3 separate regions of the Drosophila melanogaster genome follow, and regions 1 and 3 are each linked to region 2. A link is a contact called in public Hi-C data. All regions are on one chromosome and are shown on one strand. The core of a region is the stretch at or near the end of the contact, and the rest is flanking DNA. Distances in the headings are between cores, read along the strand shown.

Region 1 (4,302 bases), core at 334-2,833, 180 kb before region 2:
TCAACACTACAGGAAACCTTCAACGTCAAGGAGCAGCTGTCCGCCGTACGTGTGTTCATCCAGATGAAGACCGGCATCGAGTCGCCCTTCTCTCTGATGACCACCTTTCCGCGCAAGCTGTTCGCCGAGGACGACTACGAGAAGCCGCTGGAAGTGCTCGGCTTGGTTCCATCCGCTGTCATCACCATGACCAAGACGCCCGCATAAATCTTTCCTACAAACTGGATATATTTGAATCCGGGTAATCTCTCCCATAAACTAGAACCTAAATACGAAAAAAACGCGGCGCGAAATATACCCCCCCCCCCCCAAAAAAAAAAAAAAAAAACAAGAAAAACAATTAATGTACGGTTTTATATATATATTAAACACAACAATCTCAAATACAAGTAAAGTTTTAGAGGATCTTTGAGGGCAATTATTAAATTTCTATTGAAAAGCGATGCTAACTTTCCAATAAACTTTTTTCCTTAAATTACAATAGGATTCAATTTCTATGGCTAATGATTGGTCCTGTAGTTCCTACATGAAGGGCTTCACAAAGTTCTTGATCTTCTTAACGCTTCGCTCGGCGGGTCGAATGTTGAGGTGCTGCCCGAATATGGTGAACTCCATGTTGCCCACTTTCATACCAAAGACGCACTCGCTCTTGGGTATTGTGCGCAGCCGATGGTCCTTGCCGAGCAGTTTCAGCACGTTCTTGGTGTCCATGACGCAGATGCCAGCCAAATTTTCCAGGGTGGAGCACTTGGACTGCAGCACCTTCATCTTGGCACCGTGCAAGTCCAGTTTCACCAACTTGCGGCTGAACTCGTCGTAGCGAGCATCGTGCACCTGGGGCACCTCGTCACCTTCCCTCAGCTCCAGATGCTCGCGTACATAGCCCTTCCACAGGTGGTGCAGTGGCAGTGCCTCCTCGTACTTCATCTGCTTGGTGGGAAGAGTGTTCAAACCAAGTGCCGCATATTCCCGGCGACTCAGCGTACTGGATTTGTGGGCGCGACGTTTTCGGGAGTGCTGCTTCTTGATCTTGGTGCCCTCCAGCATTGTGATGTGATCCGGATTGATGTTAACATTGCAACGCTGGTGCGGAATCACCAGATCTGAGATAAATTCCCTCAATTCACTTGTCGCGTGTTCCATTGCGTTGTTATTTAGTTTTATTTATTTGGTGATCAACAATATATCGATAGGCGCGGAACTCTATCGATGGAAGAAAAGGCGATATATTAATATTATTTTTTCAGATGCATAGCTGCATGTGCACTTCGTATAATACAAGCTAAATAATAATTATTGCTATTAATTATTAGAAACTGTATGTACCTGCAATTTTTCATATTCAACGCTGCAATTTAAAAATAACGTACATTCGGGGCAATCTGGCGTTGCCATCCTGCTTTTGCATTTGAAATGTCATAAAATACAAAAAATACCAACGAAATAGAGATGGAAATAGATATAGTGCGGGCACTCTAAAAACATCGATAGCCAAACCTTGAATTAATATACGAGTGGAAAACATCGGACCTATCGATGTTTCTATCGGTGGCCGACCACCTCTAGCAACGCCGAACATATGTTTCAAGTCTCTCTCAACTTTCGAACGGAGCGGAACGTCGAGCGCACGAATTCGGAATTATCGTTGAAACAAACGTCGCCGCGTGTGATCGAAAATCCAAGTTAGGCTCATTCGTTGGGAAGCTGCGAGGTAATCAAACGCCAACCGACGACCAACATCCGCCCGCCCCCCTTTTAGCCACGCCCCGCGGCCCGTGTGATAACAAAGATAATGCAATAAAGGGCAACCGTAGAAAAAAAGCTGTGAGAGAGCCAAGAAACGTGACCCAGGCAAAATTTTGTTTGTTTGTCTGGCTCTGCATATACATGTACATAGTTTAAACGTGCGTGCGATTGTGTATGCGCGTGTGTGTGAGCAGCCGTCGCGTTAGTAGTAGTAACACGCCAAACAACAAAAAATTCATCTCGCGTTATTTACAATAATAATTAAACAAAATTACAAAATTGTTTCCGTCTCGCCCGCTAGTTCACTCTCTCTCACACACACACGCACGAATATTACCCCCGGCGCGTTTTACTTCCATCTCGCTCCCACAAAGGCGGAAGAGTTAAACACAAAAAAAAAAGAAAAATAGAAAAGAAATTATAAACGAAAAACTGCCACCGCCGCTGCTCAATAATTTGTGCATTTTTTAAGGTAATTTAAAGTGAAATGGAATGTCTTGTTTGCATAGGTTAGGTTTAATTAGTCCGGAAAGCTAAGCGAAACCCTGGGAAATATTACATATCCCCGGGCGAATTTCTTTTGTCCCGTTACTTTTCGATTTTCATGCGAGCGTTTTTTGATTGCGTTCATTTTCTGGCGACTTGGGGGTGCTCGCCATTGTTTGGTTTTCAACATTTGTAAATTTGCATGAAAAGTCGGATTTTAAGTGATTTTTGTGTCTTTTGAGCGGCTTTTTGCGCAGGCAGCGCAGTCCGAAAATCACTCAGAATCGCACTCACATGCGCACACACTTACAATTGTAATACACGGACGCGCCCCGGTCGCGACAGCTAACGGCACTTTTCATGTCCTCTCGCGCGCTCTCTCTCACTGTTCTCCTCTCTTCTTTCTTTTTGATTCCTGTGCAGCATCATTTGCCACCAAAAATTCGAAAAGCAAACAAAAGTAACGACAATTAAAGTACAGTGAATAATACCAAAACCGGATTAAATTAAATCTAGCTTTTACAGAATATACAAAATATTGAGCCTAGTGGTAACTAGTAACTAGTGGTCGAATAGGAAATCAATTCTCAATAGTTTTCTTGCGTACTGTGAAAATAAATCAAGATTGTAAATTCTGTTAGCAACGTTTAAATTATTCACAATTCAACTGTCTACAAATGATTATTTATCCACTTCACTCCGCAGTTTCATCACAATGTCCTCAAATCTAATTTAAATAAGTAAGAAGTGTAACAAGCGACACGCAGCGAAACAAATAGCGCTGAATAGAGGAGCACGCCAAGGCAAACAGCAACAAATGGCCAACAATTGAATGGCGGCCATCAGTTGGCCCCAGCGGCATCCATTGAGCAATCAACACCATTTCTCCCACATCAAATCAAGCACCACTTCCAGCAACACCATCACCTCAACCACCTCAGTCACCACCGCCGTCACAGCTTTGGGAATCAGAACCACAGTCCAAGACCCAGTCGAAACCACCACCACCACCAGTAAAAGCCACAGCCTAGCAGGACCACAACCACTGAGCTCCATCGCCAACAAATACCAGAACCGGGTGCAGCTGCTCGAATTATTTGGAAAACTTGCCGCGTAGTCCATCAATGAGCGTTTCGATGTCACTGGTACAGGGTGGTGCTGCCGGTGGTGCGCCACAGGGCGCCAGCGCAATCTTGGCCGCAGCGGCTCCCTACTATCAACCGCCGGCTGTTCCCCAGGATGTTCAGCCGGATCGTCCTATCGGCTATGGAGCATTCGGAGTTGTCTGGTAAGTATAATGATTCTATATCTCAGTGCAATAATCCAGATTATGGGCGAAGGGTGTTGCCATAGTATTGGTACAATCAAATTTTTTCTTGGTTTAGCAAGCATGGTTATTTTCGGGTTGTTTTGCTGGTTGTCCAAAGACATCCCGCCGAAATGGGCAATTATATTTGAGAATTATAAGACAATAGGTGGTATAGAATGCAGAAAAGGGTGTATTAACGTCATATCCTATTATATGCTTGTGCCCCTTAAAGAATTCATGTAATGATAATTTGTAAATGATTTCATTATAAACACATTCGGTTAAAAAGTTGTAAGACCGACTTCGAATCCAAATGTTAATACCCTCCTGTCAATGTACTTTTATAATTCAAATATCTAAAGATTAAACAGTTGTTCTTTGACTTGAAAAAGTCTTTGTTCTATTCGAAGAAAGGGTATCTGCAGCGTCGTTACTTTGCTGTGCGATTTTATGTCACGGTCTCGCCGTGGGTTCAGCAACCTTCTGCTTAGGCCTTTGATTCTGTAACCCTTTTGATTGTGTTGCTGCTGTTGATGTTGATGTTTTGTGCAGCGGGCAACGTCAACATCCTCGTACTCATTTCGATTCAGAACCTCAGTCCCGGGTCTCAGCTAGCTGTCCTTCATGGTTTTGTGCCTTTGTGCAGTTTTCAACGTTGCTGCGGCCCCCCGAGGGTGGATTTTTCCTATAATATATTTCTTACCCTAAGCGCGCTGGCTGGCTGACTGGCTGGCTCTCCGTGTTTTGGCCTCCCTCCCCCC
Region 2 (4,255 bases), core at 1,416-3,915:
ATTGAGAGATTAATTTTAGACAGTTCAAAGATCGGTCAAAAATGGCAGCCACTTAAACCCTAATTGACCATGTTTTGAAACTTATAAACCTAAATGCTATAAATGGCCACCACTTCATCTGCCAATTGGCACTCAAATGATCATTATTATAGTAAAGTGACCCCCTTTTTGGATGACTACACCCCTGCCAGCTGCCATTTCTCAGCGGGCAGATCGACAATTTCGAGACAGAGCCAAGTCAAAACTGGCCGGAGATTGCATCTTTTGGATTTGAATACACTTGACAATCGCTTAACGCAAACCGACTTAACCTTAGTCAAGACGAGATGTTCAAAAACCCAGTGGGGGCGAGGGAATCGGAGGAGGCGGAGGAGCCAGAGGAGCAGTTGGAGTCTCCTCTTCGGCAACTCGATAATCGCAGCAATTATACTAAGCACACAAATCAACTTCAACTTGGAGACCCGTTCCAAAGATGTCTCGCTGCTGGAGCACTGGGAAAACGAGCCGCCACGAAATGTTTTGCATTAATTTCAAAACGCATGCGAAAAAGACGCAACATATTTATAAGACAGGAAAAAAACGCAAACTGCATTGGGCAAAAAATTAAAACCAGTTGCAAATATGGCATACAGAGTGGATAGCCTTCGTTTCTGGGAAGGATTTCGATCTGTCCAGCCGATTGGTACATGCCCAAGTTGAACTGTCGCATCAGCATAAGCGGAGTCTCGAGAAGATTCGTCTCCAAATTGGGCAAGAAGATTTCGCAGAAGCCGCACACATCTCCACATCCGACGGAGACGATGAGTTGGATCTGAAGCGGTGGATCTACCGGTTTTTCGAGATCAGACCCAGACACCTTGAAAGACCTTCTGACATTTGCGAATTGTGTACGCTGCCTTTATTTTTCGGACACTGGTCACTCGAGAATGCCCTTTAAAAGTAACATACATAAATCAGTGCATCGTAAATTTTTGTAATTTTTAGAAGTGCCTCATTACAATTTACCAATAAAGTGTGGTACCATCTATGAATAATGATCGTTTTTAAAATCTTTACAGCTGCAATCTAACTAAAAAAAAATTTTTTGTATATGCCACTTTAATGATTTTCCGTGTTTTAATACAATCGATTTTTTTTTTTAAAGAGCATTAAACTTTACTGACTTAAATACAGCATCCCCTCTGGTAAATGAATTTAATTTGCGCAATTTATTGAAGACAATTTCAACACCGTGAAGTCAAGTTAATTAAATAATTTCTTGTTTTGCTCCGCCTTCGTATATTTTGCATGAAATTCGCGTCACATTGTAAATTATTTAGTTGCATATTAATTAGTGGACACTTCCAGCAAACCGTAACAAAGAAACAACAAGAAAAGCCAAATATTGTTTAAGCCACTTGCATAATGCAAATGGTGTTAACTTGACTCCAGTTACCAGTTCATCGTTGCCTTTTTTCATCGTCGTGTTTTTTTTTTTTTGTCTAGCCCATTAAAAAACGTGAACCGAAATGTGGGGAAAAACAAATGTGGGTGAATGGTCAAGAAAAGTAACATTTTGTGATTTATAATTCCCAGCAAAGCGAGGGGCGCACGAAAATTGGTGTCACACTTTGTCCCTCTTTCGGTTAATGACTGAAATTGAAATAGACTTTTAATTTGGCTTTTCAGTTTCGTTTCGTCTTGGATTGGGCTTTGATTTGGATTTGGGCTTTTTAAATTGGTTTTCATTTGCCTGCAGACGCGTTATTTCCGCATCAGTTGAAAGCGGCCTATTTCTTATGCACGAACAACTGGCATTGCGTAGGTGTACTATGTGTACATACATATGTATATACATACATATATAGATCATATATAATTACCGCGATATAATTTCGCCTCTCTGTACGCGGAAATGAAGTCTCAATACCCCGTTGTGGCACACAAACTCGAAAACTTGAACTACTTTTTCGTTTTGAACTCACTTTTTACACTTATTTAAATTCGGCTGCATAATCCAGATTGCAGAAGGTGTTACAAAACGCTTGGCATTAGTTAAGTCTTCAACACCTTTAGGTTTTTAAAAAATTTTAACATTATTCGAGCAGGAAAAATTATCTAAGTAAGCAGTAATGGAAAGTTCAATCCCTAATCTTACCATTATTACCATTTATGGATATACTTATGGATATACACCCAAAAAACCATTTCGAATATGAAATGTTCACTGCTATATTTAATTTCTTACCCCATAAAGCCTACTCACTAATCTTAGATGACCTGTTAAGATCCCAACACCCACATTTCCTATAAAGCCCTTAATGGGAATGTTAATCCGGTGAAGGGCGATTAGCTAACTAGTTATGTCGACTAACCATTGTCTGCTTCCTTTTCCCATTTGAACGACACAGTGAACATTCACCATCCGTTTAGGCCGCGTTTTGTGTACACTTCCCCAATTTGCTGCTGTTTGTACTCGCATTGTAGTTGGATGGCAGACAAGGCCTTTATCAAAAGATCATTTGTGGTGACGCCAAACTCACCGCATTATTCATCCATTGCGGCGTATTATCGTCTTATCAGGTCAGTAAACAATATAAAACACAAACGGACGTAGCACATAGAAATATATTTTAACAATTTTTAAGCTTCTTCTTTTTAGTCGGATCGAAAGCGCTATAACATATGTTTGCCAGCTGATTGCTGTCAAGATGAGCTTTAAGAAGATTTCGTGTGCGAGTGAGACAACTATGAGTTCACAAGTGAGATCGCAGAAAGCTTTCATTTGAAGCTTGGATGCTACATTTGAATAAATAAATTTACACATAACATGTACAAATTGAATTTCGTGAAGGTTTTTCCATACGTTTTAAAATATATATTAATATAAAATGGTTGACCATTTTTTCAAGTTTCTTTGTCGACTGCTACTGTTTTTACTTTAACGAACTAAGTTAAAGCAGTTAAAAGCTCTATGGGAAAAAATGTTGTAGCGAACAGCTCTTTTGTGCCTTAAAGCTCTTTAATGCAGTATTTTTGCCTCCCATAGCAGTTCCTCTTGATCTTAGTCAGCAGTTTTTAATGCTGTTTATTTGTGTTTTACATTTTTTACTCTGAAGAAATGAAAATTTCTCATTGATAAACATTGTGGGGATCAATCTTCTTTAATATCTTCTTTATTAAGTAGTATATATAGTTTTATAACATGAACGTTATTCCGAGTTCAATTTCGCTTCCGATTGGTCAATCCATTCCTTCAAGTATGGAAATATATACCAATTGGCTACGGTATTCAACAAAATAACACCAATCCTCTCCAGCGGTCGATTGATAAACACCAACTTAAAAAGCAAGAAAGCCCATATAGGAAACTCGGACAAGAGCGTAAAATATAGAATCATATCTATAGCCAGCATATAAAATATCATGTTGGTAATTCCTATACTATGCAGTCCTCTGAAAAAAATGAAACATAAATTTTAAATTAAATATAGCTCTGAGTGTGTTTAAAATATGTACATACCGCAGAAAGTAAACAAACAACCGATGCCGATCAGAACTGAGAGGTTACTTTGAAAATTGCCTTTGTAATCGGGATCGAAAGCTTTAAAATCTGAACCCAGATGACCAAAAGCTTAGTGCAAGTGTCCGAAAAAGTTGTTATGCAGATCAGCCTATGAATGAAGCATGAAGATGAAGATACGCGTTGAAATTAAATTCGAAAATATTTAAATTCCCTACAATGCTGTAACAAAATATATTTAAATTGTATAATTTATTTTTTTCTATGTAAATAATTTTTTAGATTTTAATGTATTTCATTGCTTAACCGGAAGGCATCCAAAAGTGGATTTAAAATGTTTTAGTTTGTAAGAGAACTGCTTTATTTTCGGAAAAAAGTGAAATTAATTATTACATTACCCTTGTACTGTTTTATGGTTGGTTTTATTGAAGTAATAACTGTATTTGTTTTCAACGATTTTTTTCGAATTCAAAATCTTGAACGCTCGCTTTCAAAAGCTAACCGCTTTTCACTTCATCTGAACTGCTTTACACTAAGCCATCAAACTTGATTCAAAACCAGTGAACAAAAAATCCGTTACTTTTTAAGATTTATTTTTGCTTTCGTGCAAATCACAAGCAATACTTTTCTTTACAAATTTAAATGGAAGGGGGTATGTGTATATTTAACAATGAAGGGAATGTGTTCATACTTTAACATATTTACAACGGGTACATTTTGGGTAACATTCAAAACTTTTGGGTGCTAGGGCGC
Region 3 (4,719 bases), core at 533-3,032, 200 kb after region 2:
CAATCGCTTTCGCATTGCGGGTGGCATTGTCCCTCTCTTCCGAATGACAACTGTTGCGTTTATCAGCTGGCGAAAAACTTTTCCACTATTGCGGGCTAGCCACTTTTATTTAAAGTTCACGGCCGACTTGTTTTGATAAGGAATACAAATTAGAAAAGCGCGTGGCATTAAGCTTATTTATTCAACTTCACCCGAATTCAAAATCAGCTGGTACGTGCGGTACTATCGATAACGATAGTCGAACTGACATGTTAAAGCTTAGATAATATTTGAACTTGGGCGCCAATCTTTTTTTTTTTTTGTTGCGAAGGAGGCTCGCTCTGATTATCTTGAAACGTCTACCATTCTTATCTACTCAGTCAATGCCATTTACTTCCAAATTAAAATAGCAATTGCGTGATGTTTTTTTGGATTTTTCTTCTCATATTTAATAGATCCATTGTCTGACTTTAATATAAATATCTCTAAGTCTTTATAGGTACATGTGTACCTAATTAACATATTGAGGTGGCGCGATCGCCGAACACGCCATAAGCTGAGGCCACGCCCACAATTATATATAATAACAATATTTATGCTTTCACCAAACGAATTTCACAAGCGTTTTTTTTTCTAGTCCAACTGGGAGAATTCGAACATAGTACGATATTGATAAGACTTGCGATTGGTAAATAAGCTGGTAATGACGGGGCGAATAAATTATCTAGATCTAATCTGATATTTTCTCATCTGGTGTTTTTCTAGTCCCAGAAATATTTATTGTTGAAATAAAAAGATTGCATGATGACTTTTGACCCTTGAACTTTATGAAACTGTTAATACAAAATTCGCTAGAAATAAAAAAGAAAACCTAATAAAATTATGGTTTTAATTTTTCGACTGACAAGTTAATAAAAGAGTCCATCTATCCTTATCAAATATAAGTTTACGATAATCTAATTATAGTAATTAATTGTATTCAGATCTGACTTCTAGTTTGATAAATGAAAAAAATAAACGTCGACTGTTTAAGTTGTTTAAGCACTCAAAACATAGGACAAACTTAGAAAGTTAAAAACATTTCCAAATTGTGCATGCAAAAGTCCCAATGAGATACGAGCTATCTGGAGGTTTTCTCGAACCATCTATTTGTAGATATGCATAGTAATTGTATAGGTTTAATTAAAACTGTCGACACGAATTCAAGATTAAACTTTGGACAGCACCTGGAGAATCAGGTGGATGTGAAAAGGCCTGTCGAATGGGTTACGTGTCTCTCTCTCTCCACATATATCCCCCTCTTTCACACTGTCGTCTCTTCACACTTTTTTTATCCGTATCTCTCTTTTTCGAGGAGGCAAACCGGTGCAAAGAAAAAAACAAAACAGCGGCAGACAAATAAAATGCATATGAAAACAGACCGGTGGGGAAAGTTCGGGCCCAAATAGGTTGGGCCAGAGGTTATGCATAAAGTTAAAATGCGCAACTTATTTGCATTAAGGAGGCTTGAATTGCGGCAAATTTACGTATTGCAACCGATCTGGAAATCCACCATTTTTTATTTGCTCAGATAAATTGCAAGTCAGCCTTTGAGTGCAGTAAATAGCTGGGCGGAATGCGATCGGAAGTGTGGGTGTTTGGCGTGGAGTGTGAACCGGTTTATATAAGGCTAAACAAATGCTCCACTTACCTTTTAGAATATTTAAAATGCCGAATTTAGAATGTTAGAGCACAGACTAATTAAATTGCAGACCGAAAGATCTCGAACCACTCCCAATCAGACGCAGCGAATAACTGAAACTGATTTGGCGACGACAACAATAAAGAGCAAGAGGTGGCGCGTGTGGAAGATAATTCCGTAGATAAAAACATGTTATTCAATCAGCTGCTTGCGAAGAGCTTTCTCACGAACTTTAAGCTTTACTCTCGAGTTCTGCAGCACTCAGTATTAGTTCGTCTTGCTGAACCGCCAAACATAAAATTTGAATTCTCAATTACCGCAACTTGTGAGAGCAGCGTGCGTTCGTTTGCTTTAATGACGCTAAAAGAAAATCCATAAAATGTGCTCCAAAAGTGAAATGTTAGCCGGCGCCGTTTAACTGGTCTTAAATATGCAAAAAAAATTTAAAATTGCCATCTTTTGTTGTGACCGCCTTTAATATGCGAAAGTGTGCTGCCATTAAGACGCGAATGCTACGTTCTTTCGCATAGTTTGGACAGTTGAAAGGAATGTGGGATATTCAGTAATGATAATAAAATCATTGAATTAGTTATTGAATGACGAAACAAGAAAATGCTCATTAACATGTTCCGTTGTTATTCTTATCGCGCAAAATTACATATTTTATTTTCCCCCCTAGATAAATAGTTACCCATCTCATTAGGGACCGCACCCGATAAGCATTTTCAAACATCATGGAAAACATCAAATGCGGCGACAGCCAACCGAACATGCATGAAAATCACTCGATCTTGGGCCTATTATTTGACAAAAACTGGCTAGAAAACTCGTCTAATTGCGACGCTTTCTTTGCTTTTGCCGTGTGGCATTAGATAAGCGCCGTTTATGCTCGCTTATATAACCCCCAATTATAACGTGTCTTAATTTGTGCATGCCAATGCATTAAATAACATATTCGGTTTTGGCCCATCCTCTCAGGTAAAATAAACGCGTGCCGGCGAAACCTCAATGTAAACGTGCTTTGGTTTTCTGCCCTGCACCACTTCACTTCACCTTGCTGGATGGAACCATCAGTACCCGCCATTAGCCATGTCAATGAACGTGAAATGGCCACTGGTTGCCACTTGGCCACTTGCTCTTGCCCAGGCACATCATTCACACATCGGATGGCAGATAGTTTCGTGGAGTGCGTGCCCGCACTGCCTTATTTGTTAGTTGGCATTGTTAAACTATTACTTTTTTTTTGTGGTTCCTCGTTATGTAAACAGATGACAAAAAAAAATTAAACCCAAGACAGAAGCGTCTGGTAAACTACTTTTAGTTTCAGCCAGCGGAATGCTAAGGAGAAAAGTAAAAGCAGCAGTAGAAACAGCAGAAGAAGCCATCCTAAATATTAGCTAAATATGTTTTCTGTCTGTCGTTTTGAAAGTGAGCAGTAGCCAGCGCCCTCGAATGAAGACAATTTGCATAAATAACAATATGTGGCAGATCTTTAAATACGTATAGAAAAATGCTCGTAAATACCGGCGCACATCACTCATGCGCCCGGGTGAACGGCTAGCATTCCACACTTTTCACTTGTTACCCATACGCCCCGTGGTGCGGTGCGAATTCCCTTTGGCCCCCACGAGGAATTCACCCACTGAGATGCCGTGCACGTGCAGCGGATCTTGCTGTGATGTGATGGATATTCGAACGCCTTTCGATCTCTAATGCACGCCTGCAATAACAAATTACTTCCTGTCCACATTCCAAGCGGCCGTGTGTCTTTGGTTGTTACCATTCTGAAGACGTGTGTGTAGCCAAGGCATCGGAATATTACTATTAATTATATTGAATGGAGAAAGTCAATTTCGTCAAACAGAAGAAGAAAACAAAAACAACATACGAAACAAAAAACAAAAAAAAAAACAGACCAAAACGAACCAACTCCTATGCTGAACAGCAGCAGCAGCAGCAGCTTGTCTTTTGTGCGCCATTTCTAAAGACGCGATGTGCGGCTGTCAGTCAGTCAGTTGGTCAGTTAGCCAGTTAGCCAGTTAGCTAGTAAGCTAGTAAGCCTGGCCAGTTTCCATTTCAATGGAGCTAGCGATGGGAGCGTGCTGAACGGCAGACCAACTCATCAAGTCTTCTAAGCTGTATGACTGAATTCAAAGAAATTAGCTTATTTAGATGCTTATTGCCATAAATATAAAGTTAGAAAAGGTCATAAGTATATTATAAAGATTTCTTTAAATTTTATATAAATATGACTATAATGATACATTCGCACAGGAATAGCAGTATCAGAATGGCGCCCGAACAGGGACCAGGTGTCATCCCACTTTGAAGTTTCGTCTCAATTTCTCCAGGTCTCATCACTCAGCACTCCAAATATTCAAAGCGCTTTCAACTCATCTCCAATCTTTGTGGAGCTGCTTTTTTTTTTTTTTTTTTGGTAGGTGAGGGGAGGCTCGAACCAAAGTTGATATCTTAATCGCATTGCCGATCTGGTATGGCACATATTTCATTTCTCGCCCAGCCCAGATGCAAATGTCTTTTACGAGTAGAATGCATGGAAAGGAAATCTTCGACTGCTCCATATCACTTTCTTGGCGTGGTCGCTTCTTCGATCTTCTAGAAGGCTTTTTCATGTTATTTATCAAGCGCTCGTTTCATTATATTTACAGTTATGTATCGGACTTTACTGCTTATGCAAATTTATGCTAAGACGGTACAAAAATAGCCAGATCTTAGCCCACCATTGACGATGTGGGCTACTAAGGCACTGGACTTGGGTTCGTCTTCGTCTTATGCGGCATTATTTACTTCCCATCGATTTGATTGGTTTTTAATTTGACTACCCGTCTGATTCAGACGGCAAAGCATTGTTCATCAGTCGATCAGGTGAAAGGCGTTGACGTTGTCAACTAGGAAACTTTGCCAATAACTTGCAGATATTGTGAATGGCTTTTGAAAATGAATGTAGCACGTGCATATGAGTGCAAATTATGAATATCTTTATACCCTGCAATTCGGTCATTACATTAAAAACTTTGTATCTATGTAAAACCTGAGGA

Evidence for each region. A called contact is a pair of places that touch in the nucleus more often than the background predicts.
Region 1: a contact with region 2 is called in a Hi-C map of the Kc167 cell line, with 2.9 times the contacts expected there. A contact is called at or near these places in 4 of 107 Hi-C or Micro-C datasets (the Kc167 cell line, the S2 cell line, eye imaginal disc and 1 more).
Region 3: a contact with region 2 is called in a Hi-C map of the Kc167 cell line, with 4 times the contacts expected there. A contact is called at or near these places in 18 of 107 Hi-C or Micro-C datasets (the Clone 8 cell line, the Kc167 cell line, the S2 cell line and 6 more) and 1 of 7 datasets of targeted methods (the Kc167 cell line).

What each region holds. Positions count from the first base shown.
Region 1 is chr3L:7,977,463-7,981,764 of dm6, forward strand. It overlaps nmo (nemo), which reads left to right and starts at 1,584. Exons shown (of 9, transcript NM_001274626.1): 1 at 1,584-1,711; 2 at 2,048-2,218; 3 at 2,938-3,520. The coding sequence starts at 3,357. It overlaps CG8209, which reads left to right. Exons shown (of 3, transcript NM_139910.4): 3 at 1-387. The coding sequence ends at 207. Pop4 (POP4 ribonuclease P/MRP subunit) reads right to left here and starts at 1,188. Exons shown (of 1, transcript NM_139911.3): 1 at 343-1,188. The coding sequence starts at 1,143. The coding sequence ends at 523.
Region 2 is chr3L:8,156,235-8,160,489 of dm6, forward strand. It overlaps CG42445, which reads right to left and starts at 2,666. Exons shown (of 2, transcript NM_001169907.3): 1 at 2,523-2,666. It overlaps CG43886, which reads right to left and starts at 3,540. Exons shown (of 2, transcript NM_001274633.1): 1 at 3,503-3,540; 2 at 3,127-3,435. The coding sequence starts at 3,407. The coding sequence ends at 3,192. It overlaps CG13675, which reads right to left. Exons shown (of 4, transcript NM_001274634.1): 4 at 4,081-4,255.
Region 3 is chr3L:8,359,124-8,363,842 of dm6, forward strand. Idh (Isocitrate dehydrogenase) reads right to left here and starts at 1,783. Exons shown (of 2, transcript NM_168269.2): 1 at 1,670-1,783.